Linked DNA regions of Mus musculus: region 1 is linked to region 2. The links are chromatin contacts, called in public promoter capture Hi-C maps. All regions are on one chromosome and are shown on one strand. The core of a region is the stretch at or near the end of the contact, and the rest is flanking DNA. Distances in the headings are between cores, read along the strand shown.

What was found. Promoter capture Hi-C pulls out the DNA fragments that hold promoters and counts their contacts.
Region 1: a contact with region 2 is called in a promoter capture Hi-C map of hematopoietic stem and progenitor cells. The contact joins the promoter of Gcc2 here to the promoter of Msl3l2 in region 2. A contact is called at or near these places in 5 of 39 promoter capture datasets (cranial neural crest, embryonic stem cells, hematopoietic stem and progenitor cells and 2 more).

Annotation. Positions count from the first base shown.
Region 1 is chr10:58,254,129-58,256,828 of GRCm38.p6, reverse strand. It overlaps Gcc2 (GRIP and coiled-coil domain containing 2), which reads right to left and starts at 1,303. Exons shown (of 23, transcript NM_027375.2): 1 at 1,258-1,303; 2 at 947-1,000; 3 at 1-9. The coding sequence starts at 1,263.
Region 2 is chr10:56,105,516-56,108,300 of GRCm38.p6, reverse strand. Msl3l2 (MSL3 like 2) reads right to left here and starts at 1,384. Exons shown (of 2, transcript NM_001163833.1): 1 at 1,272-1,384. The region is part of intron 22 of Tbc1d32 (TBC1 domain family, member 32); the gene reads left to right.

The sequences.
Region 1 (2,700 bases), core at 54-2,553, 2.1 Mb before region 2:
CGTTTCTAGCTGAAAGATGGAGTCGTATTATTGAGTTTTAAAACCCATGCTTTTAGTACGGCCACCAAAAGAAACACAGTGTCTGCCGAAAACCAAAGAGAGACACTCTAAACAGTTGAGCCAGTCACATTTTTTAAATTGAGAAACGTAACTTCAATAACTAAAAGTAATTAGGTGAATGGAAAATCAAACCAAAACCCCAGCACAAAACTCTTACAGAGAACACTGAGTTCTCTAGCTGTACAAGAAGGGCTTGGAACTCAAGATTTCTCGAGCTGTAGAACTCATTCTGTTGGAAGCTAACAACATAACTACATTCACAGGTGAATCGGGTCACATTTAGACTTCAACTAAAATATTAGGGTTTACTAACTGAAAATTACTTAATCTTTGTGCACAACGTTTCCTCATCTGCAGAATGAGAATAGGGAAGATACGTATTTCAGGAAGCTTACCTGAAAGAATCTGTTACTTCAGCAAATGCCTAGAAATCAGTCTTCAAACACTACATTTTGGTAATAAATTGTGCCCCTACCTTTCTGAATCACTTAGCATAAAACATTGCACAGTGCTGTAAGAACAACCTTATTCCACCCTCAACTCTGGAGCTGGAGCCAACAGGATATAGTTCCTTGCTTCTTCCTGCCTCTTATCTAATCCCCTCGGCTTCGTGTCACTGTGTAAACTTTCATTAAACAGACTAGCTAAATGTTTGAAATACAGCATCGTGCTAACAAGGAGCAGGAAGTAAACAAACTGCTCGCACATCAGGAAATTTAAAAAAGAACAGGAAATCTGTAAGTAAATTAAAATGAAACTCCCTGAGGAAAGGTTAGTTCTTTTTTTTTTTTTTTTTTTTTTTTAAATAATTCTCCCCATGCCAAAGTTTTCCGATTCATTAACCTTATGCGCTACAGGGAACCAGGCGGCTGAGTGCTCTCCTCACCTTGGATTTCGGGGTCCCGGAGGGTGCTGCAGCTACGGCATCTGGAGCAGAATCCTGTAAAACAAACCATAAAAAGAGCTCATCCCAATTCCAGGTACAAGGCGCGGCCAAACAAATCTGTGCAGAGGAGGACCCCTTTAGGCGGTAGGGACCGGAGCTGGGCCGTCGCCACGGCCGGAGCCAGCACCAGGTTCAATGCCAAGCGCCGCGGCGGGGGTCTGGGCGCGAGGGCGGGGACAGGGTGCTCCCATGCCCTCCCACCCCTCGAGCGGCACAGCGGGCCAGCGGGGCGGCGCGACGCCCACCGTTACCTCCATCGCGGCTGCGACCCGCGGCTGCCTCCACCGCCTCTTCAGGAGTCTCGGCTGCTCCGCCTCCGAGGCTGCCGAGCGCGGGTCAAAGGTCTCGTTACGAGGCGACTACGCCTCCCCGCGTCTCCAAGGCTACGCAGAGCTGGCACTTCCGCTTCCTCCTTGGTGTCCGGGAGGAAGTCGTCTTTGCGCAGGTCCCCTGGCCGGTGCCGGAACGCGCTGAGTCGCCCTGCACTACTACCCTGTGCCAGGTGACAGGTTTGAGCACACGTTCCTTTGATCACTTCGTTTTCTAATTTTTAAAGATGTGCTTTACAAATATAACTATCCCGACTAGCAGGCATATGTGAAACAAATAGTTTTATAGGTGACTTTAATTCTGTCATGTTCAAAATAGGTTCCTCTGTGAGTAGTAATAAGGAATAAATTACTGAATCCGTTACTTTCTCAGGAGTTTCAAAATGCTGGCATGCTGTCTCTGTATTGCTAAATATTAATTTGCCGGCTGAGGTGCTTCTCGTGTTGTTTATATTGTCAACTTGAAAGGATCTAGAATCATCTAGGAGAGAGCCTCTAGACATGTATGTGAAATTTATCTAGATTAGATTACTTGAGCTATGGAGACCCCCAGTAACTGTGGGTGGCAGCATTCCACAGACTGGTAACCCTGGTTGCATAAAAAAGGATAACTCAGACTGAATTCCAGCATTCACTTCAAAGAACCCATCGAGGTCACAGTGTGGGAAGGTACACGTGACTAGTCTGATGAGGGCCCTCCCTTGTGGTTACGAATGAGAGAAGACAGGGTAAAGAGATTCCAGGTTCTGTCAAGAGTCCTGCAGGCCTTCTTTTTCCTTGTAGTTGCTCACAAGGGGATGAAGGCAAGATAAGGAAGATAAAACCAATCCAAACCCCAGAGGACTCTAGAGAAGGAAGATACTACAATATAGATTTTCGTTGTTATTGTCTAATAGAACACGTTTAGACTGACCTAGACCCTAAAATAATGCCTGATATTTTTCTATAGTTAAGCCTGGCCTAAACATAAACTAGAGGACAGAGCAAGTGGCCGCTGGTGGCGAATATTAATTAACATGTTGTATTTTCATAGGTGAGAGGGTGTTTTTCAGCAGGTTTTTCAGGTTGTCTACTTCCAGGTGTAGACATACACTAATTGCAGGTATAGGCCTTCAAGCAGTTGGGCCCTCACCCCCAAGTAGAGCCAGAGCGTTTTCCAAGTTCCGTATGGGAAAAGCCAGGTGTTTTTGTTGGTTTTGATCATGGCTTCTGGAAGTCATATGGCATGACCTTTACAAAATATAAAGACATCAAATTCCCTGGTAATACCGTGAGGGGAGAAAATCATTACCCCCTGTCAGTCCTCAGTCCCAATACACAGCCCAGCAAGCGGCTGTGTGCCTTCTCTCTTATTTCTCTGATCCT
Region 2 (2,785 bases), core at 135-2,634:
GTCTTCAGAGTCCCTGAAGCCTCTACCTCAGCCTGGCAGCTGTGGACTTCCACAGTTTGGCAAGCTCACTTTTGAGAAATACTGAGGTAAGGATTCTCAAAACTATAGAGTGATTTCTTTTCCCTCCCATATTTATTTTTTCTAGAATTCCTAAAATCACTTCTTTGCTTAGTTTTTTCAAATGGGGTCTGGAAATAATTTGTATCAAGAGTATTGTCACAAAGATATAGTATCTTTAATAGTAATGTCTAATATTTACAGTAATTCTTGTCAGGCATCACCAAGTACTTTAGCTTTAGTCTTGTAAGCCTGAGAGAACTAAAATCCTCCAATGAAACACTGTCTCACCTACAGTTTAAGTAAGTAGTTTATCAAAAAGTCTTTAACTGTTGTCCCATAGCTGGTGAATTCCAGTTTTTCCCAAGTTCACTTGTAATCTCTTCCTATATGTAAACATGTAGTCTAAATCACAAAATCAGTAAGTACCTTAGATGAGAAAGGAAGTACAGATGGCAAAAAAATCTAATGATTATTATAGAGTTTATACTTTACAGAGACAAGCATGCCTGGTACAATTATCTATCATTATTATTACTACTACTACTATTATTGGTTAAGATTTGTTTGTTTATTTATTTCATTCACACCAGAAGAGAGAATCAAATTATATTACAGATGGTTGTGAGCCACCATGTGGTTGCTGGGAACTGAACTCCGGACCTCTGGAAGAGCAGCCAGTGCTCTTAACCACTGAGCCATCTCTCCAGCCCAGCTGGAAAATTCTCCCGTCTACTGTGAAGTTTGAACTGGTATCTTTAACTTCCCTACATTATATCTACTTTTGTTTCCTATTCAGTCTCAGCTGCTTATAGGCTTCTGTGTCTAAGGCTGTATTTTGTGGGGTTTGAGCCCCCCACTATGCTGCATTAATCTTGTGTTGGTTTTGGGTGCTAGATGGGTGTTCTCAGGACTTGCTAAGGGGGTTCTCTAGACCCTAGCTTACTCTTGGTGGCATAGTTCCCTATAGCCAACAATTCCCTTATTGTTCAGTGCTATGAGATGTGGAAATGTGGCAAAATACCTCTAACATATGCCTCTAGAATACCTCTCCAGACACTTTGTCCCATGAGACGTATTTAGAGAACCACAGTCTATGTCTGCTTAGCCCAGAGAGGGCATTGACAACTAATTATGGGATGGAAATCCAGAATCCAGTGCTGGTCAGTGGGGTCAGGGAAGCTCAAAAGCAGCTGCATCTCTGAAAAGCTTACCTCATCAAGGTGGGGATTCAGGAAAACTGCAACCGAACTGCTCGCTGTGGGAATCCTAGCCAACCGTGCAATCCTTTCTCACCCCGCAGTTTTCGACTGCTTTTGAAGCCCAGGAGGAGAGGGGGTGGGGACCTTGAGAATCTTGCTAGTTTCAGTTTTCACCGGATTTGTCTGGTTTACTTCCCGACTCTCTAGCGCCCCCTCCCTCCAGGAGAAGATGTTTCAACTTGGAGGAAATGGCTACAGCCCAACGGGTGGCACTGCCTCCAGAGACTAGGGCCCTCCCACATCAAACATCAATCAAGAGAATGCTTGACAGGCTTGTCCTTTGGCTAATCCGCTGAAGACATTTTCACAATTAGGGGTTTCCTCCTCCAAAATGGCTATAGTTGATACTGAGTTGACGCTAGCCAACACAGCAGCAGGAAGGACAGTGGTCTTCGTAGGCCCTGCTTCCAGCCTTTAAGACCCGAGCCCCCCCACCCCCACCCACCCACCCACACACTTTTTCCCACAGCTCCAGGCTTCTAGGCGATCTGCAGTTCCTGACAGGCAGACTTACTGCGATGCTCTCTCAGATGATGCGTCTACATCCCAAGACGTATTTGAGCTATAAACACTTCCCAGAACTATAACACGAGTATCCTGCATCTACTGAGTGCAAACCTGTTTCATTTAAATCCTTCGTGGTGATCTATTTTTACGTTGCTTCATCCCGTTTAAAGGCTGGTAATACCGAGTTTACAGAGTACTTCATATGTATCCTCTCTGCTGTCTGCTCCCTCGCTTCTTGAAGACAGCGGGGGCAAGAGAGAACCTGTCAGAAATAGAAGTGAATCTTCAATTATTCGGGCACGTTACACTCAGCTATCAAAGAAAGTGGCACTTTTGTAAAATAAGGTTAAACTGACCCAAAGAACACAGTAAATTTTATGAACATATGAATTATATGTGCAGCGTAATCTCTAGTTTATGTGAAATTTTCTCTAGCTACAGAAGAAAAAAATGACTAAGTCTGGCTTATAGATGGTATTATGTGCTACACCTGCAGTTACTGATCTTTTGACCATGGATATCTAAAAGAGGGGATTTTAAAGTACACTGTCTACTTATTTGCTTTGTCTGGAAAGATAAGCATTTAGGTATTGATTTTTATAGCTTTATGGGCCTTGACTGATGAGTAGAAATAACGGCCAGGGGCTCAGGAAACAATCATCAGGAGATTTATTTTAGAAGATGGTTGAACAGAGCACTTCTCACTCTACTAGGAATCAGTGTATAATCAATGAGCACACAGGGGGATCTGATTAAATGAAATGGGTCACAGAACAGAACAAAAACCGTCATGAATCCAGAAAGGAACTGGTAGGGATACAGAAGGGTTGATAGAGAAGAGAGGGAGATAAGAAGGAATATTGGAGAGCTAGCTAGTAATTGCTTTATATCATATGCCCATACGATATTGTCATATAACAAAGTAAATGAAAAATATAAGGAGAAGACCAATAGAAAAG